7 separate regions of the Mus musculus genome follow, and all the other regions are linked to region 1. The links are chromatin contacts, called in public Hi-C and HiChIP or PLAC-seq maps. All regions are on one chromosome and are shown on one strand. The core of a region is the stretch at or near the end of the contact, and the rest is flanking DNA. Distances in the headings are between cores, read along the strand shown.

Region 1 (2,976 bases), core at 329-2,828:
TCCGTGAATCCTGACCTTGTGCATATCTATCTCAGCCAAGTCGTCAGTAAAGATTTTAAACTTGTAACCCAAAGATTGGACTTCTTAATCCAGGAGAAAGGCTGTGGCTTGGACATCGTGGGCACTGAAACCCAGGGACATTTATTTACTTCTTTTAAAGGGGAATTTTAACAAACAAAAGAGGCAAAGAAAGTAAAATAGAAAATAGTACTTTGTGACCCCGAGGAAGCATTTCAGATGGGCTGATGCTGGACAGCCGGAACAATAATCCTGCAAACCGCCACAAAGAACTCAGCAGGCTCCAGTGCCACACATCTGGATCTTAATGGAACCACAGTTTACGTGGAAGGGTGCATTTTGCTGCTATCATTACTGGGATAACTTAATTGATCTGTCTCTGTGGCTGAGGGTGTAGACTAGAGATTTATTACGAAGGGAAAAGATCTGCAATGCTGCCTTTTCTTTTTCAACAAGCATTCTGTCACTGACCTCTAAACGAGTTTAACCTTTTCTGAGCAGACCTGCACATTTTTAACATAATTTAGAGCTAGGGTTTTTGTTGTTGTTATTGCTGCTGCTGAGAGGCTGTGGGGTTTTTATCACAACATGGCTTCAGTAACCTTCTTTCAAAAACAAAGATGTTAAAAACAAAAGACCGAAACTAAAACCTGCCAGTTCCACTCCTTTTCCAGGCAGGGGATTCGGATGTAACCTTTCAAGTGCCTTTGGAGTTCAATCTGTTAGAAAATGTATGAAACAAAATTAGAATAGGAAAAGGCGTGTGTATGACTCAGGCTTATCCCAGTATCTCTATCACAGGATTTCCCTGTGTTTCTGAAAACCTTGAGAAAGTGACAGAAGTTCCTGTTTTTCTTTTCTTTTTTGTCTTTTTTTTTTTTTTTTTAAAATAAGAAGGGTGGCGCGCGCGAACACACACACACACACACACACACACACACACACACACACACACGTCTTCCGGGTTCCCCATGAATCAGACAGGTTTCTTGGAGGTCCCCTAGTGCAATGCAAAGCACTGCCCCGACGTATCCCCAGTTCCTCTGTACACAAAGGTCTCCAGGAAACCCCCAAACTTGTTGCGGGCCGCCGGAGCCCTTGGCCGCGCGCCTGCCCGTCCCACCTCTCCGCCAGTCCCCGTCCCGGTCCCCCCGGGCATCTCTCCGCCCGCCGCCTCCTTCCGAAACCGGGTCACCGCCCCGCGCGCTCGGCGCAGGCCTGGGGAGCGCGGCAGCCTCACCTGCTTGCGGTAGGGCGTCCTGCAGCCGCCGGCAGCGCCGGGGTGGCCGCTGCCGCTGGGGAAGATCATCTCGGGCGCGGGGAGCTGAGGCAACCGGGGCCGCGGCGCTCCGGGAACTCCCTCTCTCGCCTGTCCGGGCAGGCGGAGGGAGGATGCGGCCGGGGACTGGCTCGCGGCTCCCGCCCTAAAAGTGCGGCGCGACGCGCGCGGCCGGCGACTCTCGAGCAGCTCCGGGGGCCGCCGCCCTGCGTGCCATGGACCGGAGTTCGCGCGCGGTGCCGGCGGCAGCGGACGAGCAGCGCCGCCGCGTCCCCACCTCCCGCCGCCTCAACCACCGCCCCGAGAGCGCGCCGGCCGGGGGCGGGGAAGCAGCCGCGCACCGCCTAGTGCCGCGCCCAGCCCTCCCGCGCCTCCCGCCCGCCCGGCCGCCCGGCCGCGCCCGCTCCCCCGGCCTCGGCCCCCGCGCTCGGCCTCCCGGGCTGGGGCGGCAACCCGGGCTGCGCGGCGCCCCCATCCCGCGCAATGGTTGGCTCTGGCGCCCCGCATGCCTCACATTCCTGGGAGCAGCCACCCCAGGCCCTTGGGCCAGGCGTCGCCGTGGCTTCGCACCCCACTTGGCTGCCCCTTTTAAGGGCATCGCTTCGGGAACCGCTGGAACACCTGGATAGGAAGCCAATGGCCCGCCTTTTCTTTCATCTTTCACAGCAGCCCCTGGTCCCGAAAAGGCGCGGATAATTACTCTCACTTCCCTGTCCAGATCTACCTCCCAGGACACTTCTCAGCCCCCCAGTTATAAGCATGCTACATTTTTGTAGAGCAAACGGGTGGGTTTTTTTTGTTTTGTTTTGTTTTGTTTTTGTGTTTTCCTTTCCAGTCCCTCACCCAAATACACCCGGGAAAGTTTTCAATTTCATTCTTGTGCCACAGAGGAAGAGTTTTCCTTCAAGACAACATTATCAAAAAAGCAATGAAAACCTTATAAGCCATCCAAAGGGGAGACCTGTCCTTCCTGGAAAAGACAGAAGATACAGGAATTCAACCTAGTTATTAAAAAGACGGCAAGAAAGGGACAAAGACAGGAGTAATTTCCTTTGTTCTCAAGTGGAAAAAAAAATAAAAACTGCTTCTCTTGCCGCTCCTTTTGCAGTCACCTCTCTGGATGTAGCTAGCAGGCTTTGAACACATGTTGATGTGGAGGCCTCAGAAGAGGGTGGTCAAGCAAGCCATTTCTGGATAGGGTTACCAGGGCTGGTTGCCATCTTTAAATTGGCGACGGGGTCCCTGACAAGTATTCCTGAATTCTGGGATTACAGCCACAGTACACATACATAGGTCTTCCCTGGCTTCTAACATCTTCCTGGAAAGGCCCATCTGCTACAACAATGAAAAATCCCAGCTTGTCTTAACAAGAGAAGGAACTCAAACTCTGGCTGTCACAGAGATGCTATGAACGTCAACTTTCTAGCCAAAGTGTAGCCATTCAGAGACTTTTCTGAAAACAAAGTTGAAAATTATACTTCCCAGAAATCCTGCTGGTGACTTAGTCAGCTGCTTCCAAAGTCCCCAGAGTTCCAGCAAAAGTAACAAGAAATAATAAGTCTTGCCTATTGAAAGCAGACACACCCACAACACACACATAATCCTAATTCTTTTCACTTAAAAAAAAAAAAAAAACAGCAAAGGCTAGGGTATTCGGTGCATACTGGGCAAGTAAAACC
Region 2 (2,976 bases), core at 249-2,748, 500 kb after region 1:
AATGAAAACACATTACTGTCTGAAAGGAGGGTGGTGGCAGGGATAATGACAGAGAGTCAGTTTCCCCTCCTGAGAATGTCCATGTTGGGAAGACATGGTCTGCTCAAGCCTGGCTCCTCTTTGCACCGTGAGTTAGAACGCACCGATTTTCCTAAGGATTCTCTGACCTCATGGAGTTGCTCCCAAACCCATGACTCACTCCACACGCCCTGCACATCTTTTGTCTCACCATCAACTCAGAGCAATTGGAAGAGACTCAGAGATTCAATTCTGAAAAACAAACCTCATCATAATGGGAAATCCAATTAGCTCTAGATACAGTAGCTGCATCGGAGAAGAAACCACTGTAATTCTGCCTTCTGCAAAAATGGTTTAGCCGTTCATTAGGTAGCCCGTCAAAAATTAAACAACGCCAATTCTTTTTTTCTTGTCCTGATATCTAGCATTATCTGGAGAATTATATTAGAAGACAGATTACTGATCTGCCTTGTAACTAGATGTAATTCCTGGAATCTTTGTTTTCCTTCCTGTTTTATCTTCTCTTGTATGTCTCAATGTGCGGGAAAGTAATTATCTCTGGGGAGGCCAGGCTGCACTCCTGTTCATCTGTTTGGGGAGGGTAAAAATGATGATGTAGATAATGTTGATATCATTTTTAGCTTTGCTAAGTGAAAAGTGATATTAAACAGCGATATTATCATGCTTACTCTCTCAGATGCTTTGTGAAAGAAATAAAAAGAAAAAGTGATTGTTATCTGCTTACAGGAAGGGAAGCTGAAACCACATGACTTGCTTAATGTCTCAAATGAGATTATTGGTAGAGGTAGAAGTAGAAACCCAGCTAAGTGTTCGGCCTCGGAACGAGGACTTGCCATGTTGGCGAAGCTGGCACTCCCTGGGTTTCTCTACACACCTTGGGGTTTTTATTATGACTTTTTACAGATTTGACTTAGTCACATTTGATAAAAATCAATGTCTTTACTACAGCATTATGAAGTATAGAAAGATGCCTGGGATGTAATTTCTGCCCTCAAATGGAATCAAAGGACATGATAAATACAAAACAGCAATAATAGCTAGCATATGACAGAGACAAGAAAATTGTGTTAAAGCCTTTTGCAAGTCAGTAAAATGTGTATGTGTCTGTACTCAGAGTATATGTGTGTAGCATGTTTAGACGATGTCTCCTTTGGTTGGTAGTAAAGGAAAATAAAGGGAAGTAATTAGAAAAGAGAAGGAGGAAGGATCTCCCTTCTTGTAGTTTTCTTGGAGTTAGCTTGTCTTGCCCCAAGGTAAGATTCACAGTCACGAGCTCCTCTGCGGCTTCTGTGGGTCTGCAGTACGATTCTGCAACCTGCAGCTTCAGAGTTGCACATTAGGGAACAGCTTGATGATCTCACCACTCCCCAGTTTCAACGAAGAGACAACTGACTTAGATATGGACAACGCAGGAGTCTACAGAAGATGAGCATCAACAGCTCTAGCAGGTTACCAGCAGGGGGCTGGAAAAGAAAAACAGAAAGAGAGATTTCCGTAAGCAACCAAGCTGGCCTTTGTACAGCCTAGGTGCACTTGGGCACAGGTCACCTGAGTGCCTCAAAAAAAATCAGACTGAGAGCACCCCCACACCAACTGTCTACTTCCTACATTTCCTCCGGCCCTCACGTTATGTGGCATTTGGGGCACAGCTGCTTTCATTTTGCATTTATGAATAATTTGAGACTATATTTAGGTATTTCCAGTCATTAGGTACCTACATTTCTGTATACAGCTTGAAGATTTTTATCTTTTTTTTTTCAGAATTCAAGAAATTTATGAGAAAGAAAGCTCTTAATATTAGGTCACTTAGTCAATTACCGCTTTTCCTGCCTAATGCAAGACTATTCCCTAAAGCCCTGTTTCTAGCTCTCTGTTGCCTATTTTTAAATGTACTAACTGATGGTGATTCTGCCACTTCACTCAGGAGACCATTATCCTGGCTCCCCATCCTGGGTGTCAAGGGGTTTTCCCTGGTAATTAGCTGCATCTTGCTATTTCTCCTCTTTCCCATTATCCCTAGTTATCCATTCCCTTGTAACAATATTATTTCTTTCACATTGGTTCTATATTTTTAGATACTTTCCACAATTCTGTAAGCCCCTCTAAAAAGGAGCTGAGAGTCTTAGTACCAGCCCGTATCTTAATTATTCACACTGCTACAGGATGAAGCTGGAGTTAATGGAATCAGCCACTGGGTTCTCCTGTTTCTAGCAATGTGCTGCATTAGCCTGTGCCTGCATCTCTGCTTGTCTGCATTGATTTTATCAGTCTTAGGTCATCTTCTTCCACCAAGCAACGACTCTTTAAGCATACTGTGTCTAGGTTATGTGAAAGTATACAAGAAACGGCCACTTTATTTTCTGAAAAATGAGAAGTGAGAATATACACTTTATTAAAGTTCTAGGTGTGTTAAGTGATATTGGGTATGCAAATAATTTAGTGACTATTCCAGTGTGCCCCAATGTAATAAAAGCAGGCAGTATATCTGTCCACCATATGAATAAAGATTTTGAATCCAAATAAATACCTTGCATTTGCAGCCTTATCACATGCTGTGTGTATGATCTTATCAACACACGCATTACATAATATTTCATGGTTTACATGAATGAACATTTCCTGAGGGAAGGCAGTATTTGGTCTTGTGCATCTCTAGTCCTAACGAGTCACACTTAAGTTGACCCTACTCCTCCAGTCTCAGTGGTGTCACCTATGAAAGGCAGTGAAACTATTCAGACAAACTGAGTCAGACACAGTTTCTGCCATGGCTCACACCTTCTTTGTCCATTTTGAATTTTAGCCATCACTGCAGATACCAGATGTGCTCAGGGAAAATCTGACGACATTTCACCTCCATTGTACCTTACAGAATACTGGCATCTCCTAAGGGACGTCTACAAGAGCCTGGTTTCAGGAGAGCAGACAACCATCTCCTAA
Region 3 (2,976 bases), core at 332-2,831, 470 kb after region 1:
ATAAATTGTTGTCTCATCTAAGGTTGACCTCTGGAATGGCTCCGTAAGGGCCATCAAGATCATCCCCATTTTCTGATATTAACAAGACAGGGATGGATTGCTAACATCCCGTATCAATACTCTTTCCCAACTGTCTATGACACTTTCGAAAGACTGTGGGATCTATGGGAACATGCCAAACACGTGCACAGGGTTAGGTCCCAGGGCGCAGATTCACTTGTTTTACCCATCATGCAGGCTTGGACATGGACTCTAACTCTAGAAAGACTGGACTCCAGTCAAAGAAGGAAAGAGAACGCATCATAGCACAAATACAGAGTTTTTCAATGCAAAGAGCCCTGCTGGCCACTCTTCCATAACTTTCGACAAGTCACCTAAGAAGAAGATCAGTACCAAGTTTTAACTACCTGCCTGGGATATTTATACATTTTAAGACTTGCTTATGTGTAGAAACCTAACATAGGTAGCTAAAACAGATTCTTCTCAGTGGAGTATCAGCCCTGGTACATCTTAAGTTAAAACAAGAGTGTGAGAGCATTGTTAGCTCTTTAAAAATTGGTTGAGTTGATGTTTTCATCATTGCCTAGGCAATAACGATAGTAGCAGGGAAAATAGTGTATGCGGTGTGTGGTGTGTATGCATTGTACATGTGTGGTCCTGTATGCATTTGTGTGTGTTTGCAACCACAAAAAAAATCCTCTAAGTCCATCCCATAGAGATACCCTGCAAAGTAACAACACTTCAACTGTATGTATTTAATCCAAGAAATATAAAATGCAGTAAGACAAGACTGATGTGGAAGATGTGAACCAGGGATAATCAAGGAGTCAGGTGGAGAGAATGCATGTCTGACTGGCTGTCACTCCTCTGTCTTTTCATCTGAGGGAGAATGCAGTGTTATCTTCACTGCACTGAACAAGACATATACAAGCCTCACCTAACTTGAAAATCCAGGCATCTTGGGAGTCTCAAAGTTTGTTTTAGGCTTTTGTTCCTTAACTGCGGGTGCGGGAGAGGCAGCAGCCTCCGTGATAGGAAATTGTGGAGATGGGGAAAACCTGAACAGCTTTGGATTCTTTGCAGAAAACAACTATGTGTTATGCCCAGAACAACCAGATCAAAGAGAATGGCTGAGCTGTGGTGAGTGCTGGGTGAGCAGAGCAAATGCAGATGCTGCAGGGAGGGACAACAGGACACTGGCTCCTTCCAGGTCTTGATGGGACCTTATTAAAATATCCACTGGTCGCCCTGTCATCCGCAACCAGTTTGAAACCACTACACAACAATCATTTTATTTCCCTTTTCCTAGTCCGTGCCCGGGAAAGAAGAATGCATAAAAGCCCCCATGAGCTGTATAGCACAAGAAGGTCTGAAATGATAGTGATTTTATTCCTCTTCATTCAAGGGGAAAGAACGAGCCAGAAAAGGGCAGCCTGAGAGTAGACGCGAGCGGGAAGGGCATTTATTTCCTTGTAATGGCTGTAGTCTAAGTTGCTTTTTTATCCACTTAGGCCCACAGGACAAGCTCAGCCTGGAAAGCTCTTCAGCCTGGCTCTGTGCAGATGTAATCCGGCCTGCTCTGGTCAGTCCTAATTGCAAACACATTTCTCTCCTTCTGCACCCTCCTAAGCAGGCAATGGTCAGAGCCTTGCCAGCGCTTTTCTGGCATCTTTTTCTTGCTCTGTTTCCAAATCTGCATTTTTCTGTGAGAAAAGACGTCGGAGAGATTGTAAACAGGATAATTATATGTCAATATGATTCCCAATGCTGTCTTCCCTTGTGGGTTCTTTTGAGTGTGTAGGGGTTTGTTGTGGTGTGAGGTTTTTTTTTCCCCTCTCTGCCTTTGAGTCAGGGAGATAAAATGTTATTTTGAAAGCAGAAGTATATGGATCCACTAGAAACCTCCTACGATGTTGTTCTAGACATTTATAAAAGATAATTGGCAGGGGAGGGTTAGCAAACAACTGAGAAAGGAGAAGGAAACAGTAGACATGCAGGTGGCCAGCATTTAAGAGTCTCATTCTAAGGACAGGCGTGTGCCCCGCCATCTGTTCTGGAAGTGTAGAGAAGGGAGCTAAACTTCATGGGCAGTCTCAAGTTCAGAATATGAAAAAGTTATCCTGTCTAAAATGGCGCCATTCCATCTAGGGAAGGTCAAGAATTATAATCTCTTTAAAATACATTCTCCTGTTCTTCCTCTATGCTTCGATGAACTTTCCTCTGTGTTGTATGAGGTCAGATGTCCTGAATTTAAGATGTGAGGTAACACCAAACACATGCTCACCACACAACTTCCATGCATGGACACAGCCTGGTTTTTTCTTTCTTTTTTTGTTTTCTTTTTTCTTTTTCCATAAAAGGATGTGATTTTTTGTTGTCTGAGGTAAGAGGCATATCATGGTCCACACTGATGGCCTCGTAGGTTGCTTGGCACAACTCACCTCTCCAGTGTACATGCATGTTATAGCATGTGACTAATAGCCGTGGAGCGTTAAACCAAGGCAGCTGGGAACACATATACTATACTTATCATGGACATTTTATCCTAAGTGCCTAGAACACTGATTAAGTGATCAATAAATGTGCATTCAAAAAATCCAGCCTGTTAATTATCAAAGAACTTCTCTTTAACTGTTGATTCATCTCCCCAACAGCCAGCGAGACGGGGACAAAGAAAGCACCGTCCTGTTCCTAGGAAGCTATGGTCTGATGAGAAAAACACATGCGCAGGAGCCAAGTGAACAGAGGATGCTGGGAACACAGAAGGAAAGTAAGAAATGCATTCTGCAGTGCTGAATAAGAGAGACAGAGAGAGACAGAGACAAAGAGACAGAAAGAAAGACAGAGAAACAGACAGAGAGACACAGAGAGAAGCACGCAGAGAGAGAGACACCAAAACAGAATAACAGAGACAGATCTAATTTTATCATTTTGTAAATTTTAGGGGGAGAGGTAAACAACTGGGTACAAAGATTA
Region 4 (2,976 bases), core at 192-2,691, 390 kb after region 1:
GCAGCTGATTGTCTCATGACAGTCATACTGCTGTTGTACTGGTAGACACACCAAGCCTGTCAGGTCAGTTATATAGTATGCAGAATCCAGCACTGGGTAAACCTGTTAATATCTGTTCTCCTCTAGAAAGCTGCATGGTATATCTGGCACCAAGAAAGTTGGCCAGGAGAGAGGAAGTTATTGACGTATTCACCGTGATTTCTCTATGTTCTGCATTCAAAGTGAATGGTGTCTTCAGCAATGAGCTCTTAATGTGTAGCTACAGTGCATAGTGAAAAGTACTGGCAGTAGGCTCTGTTGTTCAAGAGATTTCTAGGCCCCCTGACCAATAATTCATAGCAAGATATCCCATTTCTGGCTCTTTGATTTTTGTCTAGTAATCAACGTCATCAAAGAACAGGATGGTCCACCTATACAAGACAGAAAGACATTCAAATTTTTGAAAAAATTGTATTCTGAAATTAGCTTACTACTTAGTGGGTTTCTATAAAGCCTTTTCCGATAGCCTTAGCTTTGTTAATCCACCGGTCTCTCCAGCTCTCTATTCACCTGTCCTAACCCTGATTATTCCTTTAATACCAACTATATATCTTGGGGTTTTGCTTTTGTTTCAACTATATTTGTGTGTGTGTTGTGAGTGGTACCTACACATGTAGGTAGAGGCCAGAGATCAACATTGTGTATCTTCCTCCATTTCATTTCATCTTATTATTGAGTCAGTTGTCATTGAGCCCAGAGCATACCAATTAAATAGAGTGGGTGGTTAGCAAGTGTCAGGTACCTGCCTGTATAGTCACTAGGGATGTAGACACTCTACGCAGCCTTTACATGGGTACTTGGGATCTGAGCTTGGATCCCAACGCTTGAGCAGTACACCCTTTATTCCCTGACTCCTTTCCCTGGCCCTACAGTTTCTCATCTTAGAGCTCAGAAGCAGATATGATAGCTAAAGCCAATACAGCTAAAAACAAAATGAAAACAAAACAGGACCTTGGTGGCTATACTCATTTCTCAGGTGATACCTACATTTAGAATTCTTTGTAAAGAAAAAAAATCAACTTTTCTTTGTTTCAACCACTATTTGTGGGCATCGGTCATTTGTAATCAAACCTGATACAAACAAGGACATTTTGTGTTTGTCCACTATAGTAGTTTAGTTCCAAATGATCACTCACAGGCCATATGCTCAAGGCTCGGTTGCCAGCTCGTAAGCCTTTATGGTGGTGTCTGGATCGTGAGGCCTCTGACCTGGTCAGTGTGTTCATCCATCGATGGGCTTATAATTTGGTGCCATTGGATTCTGAGGCCTGTTACTTACTTAAACAAAGTGTGTTCCTGGAATCTTACTCTAGAAGTTTACCCCATTTTCTCTCTCTCTCCCCATCTCTCCTTTCTGGTCACCATGAGTCACAAGGTAGGCACTTGAGCTTCTATTACTCATTCTCAATCATGAGGTTCAGCCTTGTCTCGTGTCCACAGAGATGGGGACCACAGAGCCATGGAGTAAAATCTCTGAAACAGGGAGCCTGTTTCCACTTTGGTTTTTACAGGCATTCTGAGGGTTGATTTTCAAATCATTTTTGTCATAGCAACAAAAAGCAGACTAACATGCCCTGTCTCTTGGAAACATTTTTTTCAAAGGTATTAATTGCAACAACTATGTAAATCAATCAGCACCCTGTGTAGCTGAAAAGCAAAGAACTATTTGTAACACTAACCTTTTTTCATTTTTATGCTTCAGAAAGATAATTTTGCATCCTGTATACCAAATGTATTTATATGAGAATTTTCATCCTTAAAATAACCTTGACAAATGAACAATTCTGTCTTTTTAAGTATCACTGTTAAGGGTGATCACAGTGGTTAAAATGTTCATTCTGCACTCAGAATATCTCTCTACAGCGCTGTAGTCCAACTTTTGTGTGTCTGTAATACTATTATTTTTTAAACATAAAATTATGATGGTGATGATGCAAATAGGGGTTGAAGGAAAAAGAAGGTTCCAGAACAAGTCATGCCCATGGAATTGTTTTTTCCCTGCAGTAAAATTTTTATCTGAATGATATCTGGCTAAAATGTATGAATTAAAATGATAAATTAGAGCAGCAATTTTCAACCTATAGAGCTTGACCGCTTTGGGGGTCACCTATCAGATATCCTGCCTATCAGATACTTACATTATGACTCATAACAATAACAAAATTACAGTTATGAAGTAGGAACAAAGTAACACTATGGTTGGGGTCACTACAACAGAAGGAACGGTATGAAAGGGGGATGTTGAGAACCACTGAACTAGAACCTTCAGAGTCAGTTAGCATGTGTTGCTGTTCTAGGAACAACTGTAGCAAAGGCTTTAAGACTGTGAGCAAGGAGTAGTAACAAGGTGAGAGCTGGAAAGTAAGAGTTGGGTTTGGAGCTGCCAGAGTGTGTTTAACCTGTTTTTCCAACCACTAAAGACAGCCCTCCTTTCCTCTCTTCCTTTTTATTCTTTTATCTTTTGTTAGATAGTTTCATACATGGACATAAGGAATTTCAGTTATAGTTACCCTTCATCCCCTTCTCTCCCCTCCCTCCCACATCTTACCTCTTTCCTTAAAACCCTTCTTCCCCAGAAGTCCCCCTCACCCTCTCATCTTCCTTTTGCATGTGACCAGCTGAACTTCACTAGGGTTTCTCACGTGAGTATGGGTAAGAGGTTTTTGACTGGATCTCGGTCAACTATACCACAGAAGAAAATGGCACGCTTTCTCCCACCAACTGGTAACTGCCAATAGCTCTTCAAAGGAGGCCCTTCCCAGATTCAAGTGCTGCCGACAGGCCCAATCTTGTGTAGACCTTATGCAAATAACCACAGCTGTGATGTGTTCCTGTGTCTCACCCAGAACACATCTTCAGCTTGCCTTGACACACAGTGCATCTGAGGGTAGAGGTATTTATTTTTTATTGCATTACATCCTTATCCACTAACTCTCA
Region 5 (2,976 bases), core at 201-2,700, 370 kb after region 1:
AGGGCTGTTTGTCTTCACCCATATTAGTGTGGTTTATGACTGTCTGAAGTTTAGATCAAACAAATCAATGTAGCTCCCTGTAAAGAGATAAGAGACCGCGTATGGAAAAGTTTACTTTACTTTGGGGTAGGTTTTCTCTATGTAGCTTTGCCTGGCTTCAGACATAAGCCTCCTGTCTCAACCGCCTAAGGCCCGGGATTTTAGGTGTGTCATGACACCTAGCTATAAATTAAATTAGCAAGAATCTCAGTTCAAAGGGTACCAGGGTTAACTCTGAAATCATCTTACCAGAAACTAGCAAACTGTTCTAATATATTTCATATGAAAAGATGATTGAGAATGTGAAGATAACTCTTATCCAAAAAACCACATTGAATTCACAGAATTAAAGGAAGAATGGAGGAGCAAGGGGGAAGATATACTCTTATTTAAATGGAAAAACAGCCAATCCTTCAGCCTCCTTTTGAATTAAGTTGACGTAACAATTGTTGTAATGGGCATTTATCTTACTCAACTACTTCCATGTAGTACTAATATAAACAGAGAATAATAGGCTGTGGAGAGAAGTCTTGACATGTCTCACAGTAACTGGAATAACTGAGGCTGGAAAAGTTTAGGAGTTTGCTGGATACTATTTCTTGATATACAACAAACATTTGTGAAGGAATTAGGGGTGTGTATAACACTCAGAAAGCTAAGATATGCCATTAATACTGTCTAAGGGATAACAGTGCACAAGAATTTATTCCATCCTATGTCTTACTACACCTAACACTGAAGGGCTTACTGCGTCCCCAGGAACAGTCTCAGCATGGAGGGACACATTGAAACATGCAGAAAGTTCTTTGCCTTTTGTGCACTTCAGATGAGGAGCATAATTTTCTCTCTGACTTTCATATTCACAGACACCTTGTAAAGGATGGTTAAAACCTAGCCACAATGAAAATTGAGTAACATCTGGTGTTTGAGCTTTGAGGTTTTCATATTATTCACAGGTTACTGTTTACCAAGTTTGTTCAACAATTGCCTCATCACACAAAGTTCCCTTTGTCCTGTTAACACAGCCATCTACTTTGGTGTTTCTGAAACAATGCCCCATTTCACTTGGGACAGATTACAGGGTTGGTTTTAACGACAAAGGAAGCACTTTATGCGACTATTTGAACAGTACCACCTGTGGGAACTTGCCCCCGACTCTTCCCAATTCAAGATTTAAACTTTGCCCTAGTCACAGGAGGGCTGCTGTGAGCACTGCCAAGAAAACAAGAACAAGATGGACTGTCCAGAAACCCAGATCTTTTGAGCTAAGTGTCTGGAGAGAAACAGCTTGATCCACCAGCAGCTCAAACTTTGTTATCACAACAAAGCAGAACATTCCTGATTTCACTTTGTAGTGCACACTGGGACCCAGTAGGACAGCTGGTGGGTGCACACAGTGACTGAGAAAGAAGGCAGCATCTTTGCAGTGTGCCCAACAGGGCACAGCTGGTTGGGGAAGGCAGTCTAGGCATGCTCAGTTGCTGCTTTTGTTTGTTTGTTGGTTAACTGAACTGAAGGTTGAAGTCCTTTACTGTTTGTTTGTTTGTTTGTTTATTTCCTCTCCCCCCAAAAATGTTGTATAAAAGGGCTTTGGGGGGAGATAGGACAAGTTCAAGGGAAGAAAAGATCAATTGTTATTCAAGAAAATGAAAAACTAATACGATTTGTCCCTGGAAAAGAGCTATTCACCGTAAGGCTATAGTCATCATTGTCTTGGAATTTTGACTATGCTGGCATTAGGCAGGCCACTGACTGTGGCTTGTCCTTTTATTCCCCTCTGTCTAGCCTGCTCCCACCAGCTGTTAACAGAAAACAAATGTCACTAATTTTAAGGGAAATGCTTATATTGAAGCTCTTTAGTTCACAGTCAACAATTTCAAAGAAAATAGGAAGGAGATGAAAAAAACATTAGAGCTGATCACAGTGATTAACAATAGTAACAATTACATTATCTTAAATTAATGAGGCAAAGAATACAATAACAGATGTCACTAACTCTTCTTTCAAGTCCTGAATGATTCCAGAAATGATAGAAAATAAAACCCAAAGCTCACTCACTAACTCTGTCTGTCTTTCTGTCTTTCTGTCTGTCTGTCTGCCTGCCTGGCCTTATCTATCTATCTATCTATCTATCTATCTATCTATCTATCTATCTATCTATCTATCTATCTACCTACCCATCCTCTATTTTGCTCCTGTTCCTTTATTCTCTTGTCAGATCCCAAGGACTCCGTTGCCTTTGAGTTCAGACAAGAACAAGTTTTCATCCATTTTCCCACATTTTTTGAGCATTTATAAATGCTAGCTGAGTTATGAGTCATGGCCAGGCTTTGCGGTATCATTGTACCAAGAGCACATAACATGTTTTCTACCTGTCGATGTAAATTATTGCCTGCATGCAGAACTCCAGGAATGATTTGGCTTCCTGCCCACGCAAATGACTTCTCATCCTTCACATTTCAATTTAATGCCAGTGTGTACTATAAGATGTATGTTCAATCCTACAAATGAGTTGCATGTGAATTTCAATTTCAGAAAACCTGGACTGAATTTTAAAAGAAAACATTTGGGATATATTGCAGGGGAGCTGGTTGTGTGCTAGGTGCATTCTAACTATGCTGTATAGTCAAGAATACTGATAGAATTTAAGGACTACGGTGAGCTAAGAAGGAAGGAAGGGAGGGGGAGAAAAAGAGAGAGGGAAGAAGAAATGAAAGAAGGAATAAAGGAAGTCAGGTTGGTTTTTATATTTTCAACTTATATTCCTAAAGATGTAAAAGATATATTGTGTTCTTTTTCAGTTACAATTTTCCCTCCCAATTTGTCAACTCTCATCTCCTGACCACTGGCATAGTTAAGCCATGTCAAATTAGAAAGAAAGGGACAACATCTTGAAGCGGAAGGTAAGGATTCAGCAAGTATTTGTTGTATAGAGTC
Region 6 (2,976 bases), core at 130-2,629, 330 kb after region 1:
TCAGTACATATTTGATGATTATATCATGCAGCAAGTACTAAATCTACACAGGGAACAGGCTTCTAGAACACTTGAAAATACTAATAGTGTATGGCAAGTTGTTTTACAGAAACTAACTTGTCACTACATATCTTGAAAAATGAAATGATTCAGAAGAAACCCTTTTGTTAACTGTTACTAAAAGGTGACATCCGTACTATGTCAAGTTATCGATGACAAAATGAAAATGTGGTGCAAGGTCGCAGGAAAAGTCTCAGCCGACACAGCTGTGACTGTTGGTGGACAGGAAATAACTCTGTGCTTTGTTTTTTGCTTCTTATTTGTTTGTTTGATTGATTGATTGACTGATGATTGATTTTTTACATAGCTCCTCCTTTTCTAAAGGTGTTCTTTATATCCTTCCTGGACGGATAATCTGGTACTGGCAAGCAGTTAAACTTTGAGGAGTATTCCCTCTCATTTTATGTACAACAAAACAAATCATATATGCAGGATGGTCCATTTTCTCAGAAAAGATAGTATTGACTGAAATCTTTACTGAGCAAAAATGTAGAAACTTCTTTAAATTGGTGTCTTCTCCCCATTTTCTCCCAAATTGATCTGAATGTCATCACAGCAAGAAGTCCAGCAGATAATCACCTTGTTCCAAAAGAATGACAAAAACTCAGTTATCCCAGCCTGACTTGCATTGTTATATATTTATTTATAGACACATATATCCAAAAATATGTAAAATGCTTTTGACTCATGAGTAATGTTGAATCATGTTGAAAAAATTATAAAAGAGGGGTGTGTGTAAAATATATAGTGCTAAAAATAATAAAGTCTTAAAAAACTAAGAGGCAGGCTGAATGTTTCCACTCACAGACAACATGATGTATTGTAAAGTGACCCAGACTAAGACAGTACAGAATTGAAATGAGAATATCACTCTGAGGACCAGGATGAAACATCTAGATAAAATCAGATAGATTCAGTCACATGATCTTTGACAAGGATTACACTGCAAAGCAAGAAAGGGTCATCTTTTCAGCACATGATGCCAGGTTAATTGCTTTCTGACGAAATAAATCATCTGCATTGATGCCGGAGAATTCTTCACCTCTCGTTTTGTAATCACATCCCAACATTCCCACACATGCACGTGTTATTTCAGAGTTCTAGAAGAGATACCTCAAGAGTAACAGAAGTCAGTACCAGGACACCTCAGGAAGTCCCAGAAGAGCAGCAGCCGATTGCATTACTCAACACATACTTACTAGCATTATTAGAGGCTCAATGATGAGAGGGTGGGATTTTTGTCTTAAAGGGTGAGCATGAATCATGGTCATTAAAACTTTCCCTTTAGTATGGACCACTGGTGAATCATCCAGAGAAAACAGTCCTGCCTCATTCAGTTTGGCTCTATGGGGACACACTTGCCACGCTGTTAGTGCATCATGCCTTCCTTTGTTACTGAATACTTGGAAATGCTTCTCTTTGTCCTAGGAGGACTCCCAGCCCATAGACATATATTATTATCTCTCTCATCCTTGGGCTGCCTTCCAACCACTTACCTCCCCTGACATCTTGTCTCAAAGGCAAAACAGGGTTGCTGGACATTTCACTAGAAGACGGTTGATAAGCACTCAGTTTGTTTTATTTGGACAGCTTAACCAATGTGTAGTGACGGCAACTACAATGTAAAGCAGGCTCTCCCTAGACCTGGAGGGAATTAAGCCTGGTGGTAGGGAGGGACAGAATCTGGAAGGACACTGTGGGAGTACGGAGAATCTGTAAGCTTTCTGTAAGGAAAGGTAGTCTTACAAGTTAATTTATTTCAGGATTTGGGGGCTGTTATTCTTCTTTGGAAATTACTGATTTCAGCATCTTGAAAATCTGATGTAAAATGAAAAAAATTGAGGAAGAAGAATAATGAAGAGGCTTAAGTTGCCAGACCCAAATCTAGTGGTTCTGACTCTTTTTTTTTTTGTTGTTTGTTTGTTTTTGTTTGTTTTTCAAGACAGGGTTTCTCTGTATAGCCCTGGCTGTCCTGGAACTCACTTTGTAGACCAGGATGGCCTTGAACTCAGAAATCCGCCTGCCTCTGCCTCCTGAGAGCTGGGATTAAAGGCGTGTGCCACCACACCCGGCATGACTCTAACTTTCAATGAGGAAAGAGAATAGTTCCTAGCTTAAAAAAGAAGAATTACAAATATTTTGCCTGTGCCCAGGCTCAGTGCTTTGATGAGCCATTCAAGACAAATACAACCTGAAACTGGCTTTTCAATTCAACCAAAAGCAGGGTAATGATGCTCTGTTGCAACTCACTTCTGCCCTTGATTGGTGTTTAAAGAGGGGTTATTTGATCCACATAAATCCTAATGGATTTCTAAGTATATCTTATTAATGTAACATGACTTTTAAACTGGCATTAACAAATAGTGGTTTATTCAAATGGAGTGTGTGTGTGTGTGTGTGTGTGTGTGTGTGTGTGTGTGTATGTGTGTGTGTGTGTATGTGTGTGTGTGTGTGTGTGTGTATATATATATATATATATATATATATATATATATATATATATATTATATAAAGGTGAGACAACCCCTCAATTCTTTGTCACATTGTATGATCATGTCCACCGGCCTGCTTCTCACTGTCTGTTCCTTCGCTCTTGTCTCTTTTCAATGCTATTTTAAAAGAAATATACAGCATTGTCTTTGGCCTTGAATGATATTTTACTCACATATAAAATGTACACATTATCCAGCACTATTTTTACTAATATTACAGGAATTCAGAGAACGGTGAGCTCATTATAGGTTTGGGGGATTTACCAATGGCTAGTTAATTAACAAAAACATTCAATATTTATTTGTGAACTGGCCACTGGAGGCTTGTGAAAGGATCGGAGCCTCAGGAGCCATGTTTAAAAGGGACTCACCAAGTGCAAATGGCAGGGCTGTATGGAAGTTGGGTCAGGGCAGGGCGAGGTGG
Region 7 (2,976 bases), core at 160-2,659, 260 kb after region 1:
TTCCACTTCCCCTTCTGCTAGTCTTTCCTCAAATACATGGTCAGCTTGTATAACTACGGGTGGGTTTTAGTGCTTGCTTTTCATAACATTTGAGTAAGTAGGTCAGTACTACCTACTTTGTAGATAAGAATCTCTTCTGCAGCCCCTGAAACCAACCCTCCACTTATTGCCTTATGGGAACATTTGACTTCCTAAGGATCCTATCACTATAGATATTGTCCCCAATCCCCTCTTCCTTTGGCTTCCCTACTGTTGCCTATAACCAAGGCTATCAGCCAGCTTTCTTTCCTTACACTGAAGCTTCATTTCCCTATTTATTCCTCCAGTCTCTCTGATGGCATTTAAAAATTATCCAGGTCTGATTCCTCTTCTCTTCTCTTCTCTTCTCTTCTCTTCTCTTCTCTTCTCTTCTCTTCTCTTCTCTTTCTTCTCTTCTCTTCTCTTCTCTTCTCTTCTCTTCTCTTCTCTTCTCTTCTCTTCTCCCCTCCCCTCCCCTCCCCTCCCCTCCCCTCCTTCTCTCTTTTCCTCTCCCCTCCCCTCCCCTTCCCCCACCCCCTCTCTCCTCTTTGTTACTGGGATGCTCTGTATATAACTAACTGTATGATACTTACAGTAAGTCTAAGGGAAGGTTGACCTTTTTTTATTACACACACACACACACACACGATAGCCTTCCTAGGAAACTGAGAAATGATATTTTAGCATCTCAGGAAAAAAAAAAGCCTCATCTAGAACCCCACAGGATAAACCCAACCACCAGATGCATGCCATCTATACCAAACACTGAGGACTTTTCTGCTGAATGTCGCAGTCCTTGTTGCTTCCTGATGCCCCATAGATGGTTGCTCTCCCTTTCCTTGCCTATATTCCAGTCTGCATCTCGTGGCCCTTGTGACTCCTATGCCTTCTAATGTAGACCATCTAAAAGAAAGAAAAACATGCCAGTACCCAGTGAATCCGGGTAAGGAGATGTTAACTTGGTCTGAGGGTGCTGTATCATTCCAGTGGATGACTTTTGGAGTTGTTTTCTTCTGGGGGCCTCCTGGTGCACATCCCCCTCCTGTTCCCTCTGGACAGCTGATTGTGCCCTGAGTGCTCTTGCTTCCCCGTTCTGGTTCCCTGTGTGCTTCTGCTTGCCAGAGTGTTCCTTTTATCCCCTTTGGTTTAATTGCCATGCAAAACCCTCTGTTGAGCTTTTAATTAGCAAGTTATCCCAGTCTGAAAACTGGAAACCCTGGGCTCTTTCGGCATATATTAAACAAGCTAAAATATGAAATTAAAGAAAACAGAGTTTTAGCCAACAGAAACAAGTGACTCATTTCCTTGTGAAAACACACTGGGTTTATGTTACTCTGGCAACAGGATTCCGGAATAGCGTCCTCCTCTCCCCCGTTTGGAGACTTTATGTGTTTCTGCTACAGTCAGTGTTCCACGGTGACCTAATGTTGAACCAAGTCTCTGGGTGAGTCACGAGGCGCAAGAGCAGTGGATTTTCTTTGAGATAGCGCATGCCCTGTCCCTTTGACCAAAGGAAGGAAAGTTTACTTTGTACAAGTGTAAAAGGATCCTAGGAACTCTCGGCCAGGGCTGCTCTGGGACAGAAGTGTGGTCCTGCTGTTACTCTCAAAACACCACCATCCCTTCTAATGTGTTTGAATTCCAAGTGCCTGTTGTTCTAAAGACAGCTGATTAAATCATAACGTACAACCTGTGTGCGCACCACATGGGGAAATGAAGATTTAGAGATTCACTGCACAAGACTCCAGATGTTTCTCGGGATTCACATCATGGGCGGGAACTTCCCGGTGCTTAGGGTCAAAATTTCGACCTACACCACTCCAAATCTCTACAGCAAAAATGTGCTGTGCAAAGCGGCTGCAGTAGCTCTCCTCGGCGAGTTTTTCGGTGCTCCGAGGCTCTTGAGAGGAAGTGAAGAGCGTCTTCAATTTATCAAGCTCTCGCTGCTTGGGATTTTAAGTTTCCAGAAGTTTTGTGAACAGCTTTAGGCATTGGCTGGATAGTCAGGAAAGTGTAACCATTAGGATGAGCTAAGAGTATGTGAAGAGTTTTAGTTTCCCCCCAGTTGCTACCAACTGTCTGCAAAGGAGAAGTCCAGCTTTTCTCAGTTCTGTTTCCCTCCCCATAAACTGTCTTCCCAGTTCTCCTGGATTTGTGGAGAAGGAACACAGTAAACAAACTAGGATTAGACTGGACATTGGGAGAGCATGGGGAGGGATGATTTAGTGACAATGTATACTGCATATCTTATTCCTATATGATGTCAATTTATGAAAAGAAATGCCGGGGAAGAAAGCTGCATAGGTAGCAGAAGACAGCCTAGTTGGCCATCACTGGGAAGAGAGGCCTCTTGGTTTTGCAAACATTATATGCCTCAGTACAGGGGAATGCCAGGGCCAAGAAGCAGGAGTGAGTGGGTGAGGGTATAGGGAACTTTCGGGATAGCATTTGAAATGTATATAAAGAAAATATCAAATAAATAAATAAATAAATAAATAAATAAATAAAATATGCTATGCTATGCTCTGCATGAGCTTTATAGTCAAATCAGGGAAATGTAAATTGTAATGATGAAGAAATAAAAACTATTGCTCAAAGGGAAAAACAAAAGAAATATTAGAGAAAGAATTCAAGTTGAGATAGAGGAGGTTGATTATTTTGGTTTTTTGTTCTGCCTTTTCTTTGAAACTTAGGAAGAAAGCTCCAGTGATATTTATTATATATAATAGAAACAGATGGTAGGGAGACAAAGAAGACGGTTGTTTTTTTCAAGACAGGGTTTCTCTGTGTAGCTCTGGCTGACCTGGAACCTGCTCTGTAGAGGAGGCTGGCCTCAAACTCAGAGACTGGCCTGCCTCTGCCTCCAGAGTACAGGGATTAAAGGTGTACGCCATCACGACCTGGCAATGCAGAAGGTTTTAAGGAGAGCTGGAGGCTCACATCCTCATTGTTAGAATA

The links. HiChIP or PLAC-seq counts read pairs in DNA pulled down with a chosen protein or histone mark. A called contact is a pair of places that touch in the nucleus more often than the background predicts.
Region 2: a contact with region 1 is called in a Hi-C map of olfactory sensory neurons, with 4 times the contacts expected there. The contact joins the enhancer-like site here to the promoter of Rbms1 in region 1. A contact is called at or near these places in 3 of 484 Hi-C or Micro-C datasets (the F1.1 cell line, embryonic stem cells and olfactory sensory neurons), 15 of 115 datasets of contacts at active chromatin or transcription factors (the SCID.adh cell line, bone marrow-derived macrophages, craniofacial prominence and 11 more) and 2 of 9 other capture datasets (adipose tissue and macrophages).
Region 3: a contact with region 1 is called in an H3K4me3 HiChIP or PLAC-seq map of neural tube, with 5 times the contacts expected there. The contact joins the enhancer-like site here to the promoter of Rbms1 in region 1. A contact is called at or near these places in 7 of 115 datasets of contacts at active chromatin or transcription factors (the NIH/3T3 cell line, bone marrow-derived macrophages, embryonic fibroblasts and 4 more).
Region 4: an HNF4G HiChIP or PLAC-seq map of pancreatic cancer cells shows a contact between it and region 1. The contact joins the enhancer-like site here to the promoter of Rbms1 in region 1. A contact is called at or near these places in 1 of 15 datasets of contacts at CTCF or cohesin (the NIH/3T3 cell line), 1 of 484 Hi-C or Micro-C datasets (nephron progenitors) and 4 of 115 datasets of contacts at active chromatin or transcription factors (the NIH/3T3 cell line, the SCID.adh cell line, embryonic stem cells and 1 more).
Region 5: an HNF4G HiChIP or PLAC-seq map of pancreatic cancer cells shows a contact between it and region 1. The contact joins the enhancer-like site here to the promoter of Rbms1 in region 1. A contact is called at or near these places in 1 of 484 Hi-C or Micro-C datasets (myocytes), 7 of 115 datasets of contacts at active chromatin or transcription factors (the NIH/3T3 cell line, the SCID.adh cell line, embryonic fibroblasts and 4 more) and 1 of 9 other capture datasets (pancreatic islet).
Region 6: a contact with region 1 is called in a CTCF HiChIP or PLAC-seq map of the NIH/3T3 cell line, with 5 read pairs. The contact joins the enhancer-like site here to the promoter of Rbms1 in region 1. A contact is called at or near these places in 1 of 15 datasets of contacts at CTCF or cohesin (the NIH/3T3 cell line), 1 of 484 Hi-C or Micro-C datasets (embryonic fibroblasts) and 4 of 115 datasets of contacts at active chromatin or transcription factors (bone marrow-derived macrophages, embryonic stem cells, large pre-B cells and 1 more).
Region 7: a contact with region 1 is called in an H3K4me3 HiChIP or PLAC-seq map of bone marrow-derived macrophages, with 4 times the contacts expected there. The contact joins the enhancer-like site here to the promoter of Rbms1 in region 1. A contact is called at or near these places in 1 of 15 datasets of contacts at CTCF or cohesin (the NIH/3T3 cell line), 6 of 484 Hi-C or Micro-C datasets (the C2C12 cell line, bone marrow-derived macrophages, muscle stem cells and 2 more), 5 of 115 datasets of contacts at active chromatin or transcription factors (the NIH/3T3 cell line, bone marrow-derived macrophages, heart atrium and 1 more) and 1 of 9 other capture datasets (adipose tissue).

The regions. Positions count from the first base shown.
Region 1 is chr2:60,879,860-60,882,835 of GRCm38.p6, forward strand. It overlaps Rbms1 (RNA binding motif, single stranded interacting protein 1), which reads right to left and starts at 1,579. Exons shown (of 14, transcript NM_001141931.1): 1 at 1,259-1,579. The coding sequence starts at 1,327.
Region 2 is chr2:61,377,708-61,380,683 of GRCm38.p6, forward strand. No RefSeq gene overlaps it. Among named protein-coding and RNA genes, the nearest start is that of Gm39834, 8.7 kb to the left of the region's middle. Within about 2 kb of position 1,499, at least 9 of the 459 cell types and tissues checked have an H3K27ac peak or open chromatin away from gene starts, as enhancers often do. A contact at or near this core is called in olfactory sensory neurons, where this site is marked.
Region 3 is chr2:61,352,695-61,355,670 of GRCm38.p6, forward strand. All of the region lies in intron 3 of Gm33702 (a long non-coding RNA gene), which reads right to left. Among named protein-coding and RNA genes, the nearest start is that of Gm33702, 4.4 kb to the right of the region's middle. Within about 2 kb of position 1,582, at least 52 of the 459 cell types and tissues checked have an H3K27ac peak or open chromatin away from gene starts, as enhancers often do. A contact at or near this core is called in the NIH/3T3 cell line and neural tube, where this site is marked.
Region 4 is chr2:61,266,475-61,269,450 of GRCm38.p6, forward strand. No RefSeq gene overlaps it. Among named protein-coding and RNA genes, the nearest start is that of Gm26422, 12 kb to the right of the region's middle. Within about 2 kb of position 1,442, at least 29 of the 459 cell types and tissues checked have an H3K27ac peak or open chromatin away from gene starts, as enhancers often do. A contact at or near this core is called in the NIH/3T3 cell line and pancreatic cancer cells, where this site is marked.
Region 5 is chr2:61,245,726-61,248,701 of GRCm38.p6, forward strand. No RefSeq gene overlaps it. Among named protein-coding and RNA genes, the nearest start is that of Gm26422, 33 kb to the right of the region's middle. Within about 2 kb of position 1,451, at least 56 of the 459 cell types and tissues checked have an H3K27ac peak or open chromatin away from gene starts, as enhancers often do. A contact at or near this core is called in the NIH/3T3 cell line, embryonic fibroblasts, embryonic stem cells and 2 more, where this site is marked.
Region 6 is chr2:61,206,027-61,209,002 of GRCm38.p6, forward strand. No RefSeq gene overlaps it. Among named protein-coding and RNA genes, the nearest start is that of Gm26422, 73 kb to the right of the region's middle. Within about 2 kb of position 1,380, at least 15 of the 459 cell types and tissues checked have an H3K27ac peak or open chromatin away from gene starts, as enhancers often do. A contact at or near this core is called in the NIH/3T3 cell line and embryonic fibroblasts, where this site is marked.
Region 7 is chr2:61,137,697-61,140,672 of GRCm38.p6, forward strand. The region is part of intron 2 of Gm39833 (a long non-coding RNA gene); the gene reads left to right. Among named protein-coding and RNA genes, the nearest start is that of Gm39833, 12 kb to the left of the region's middle. Within about 2 kb of position 1,410, at least 164 of the 459 cell types and tissues checked have an H3K27ac peak or open chromatin away from gene starts, as enhancers often do. A contact at or near this core is called in the C2C12 cell line, the NIH/3T3 cell line, adipose tissue and 6 more, where this site is marked.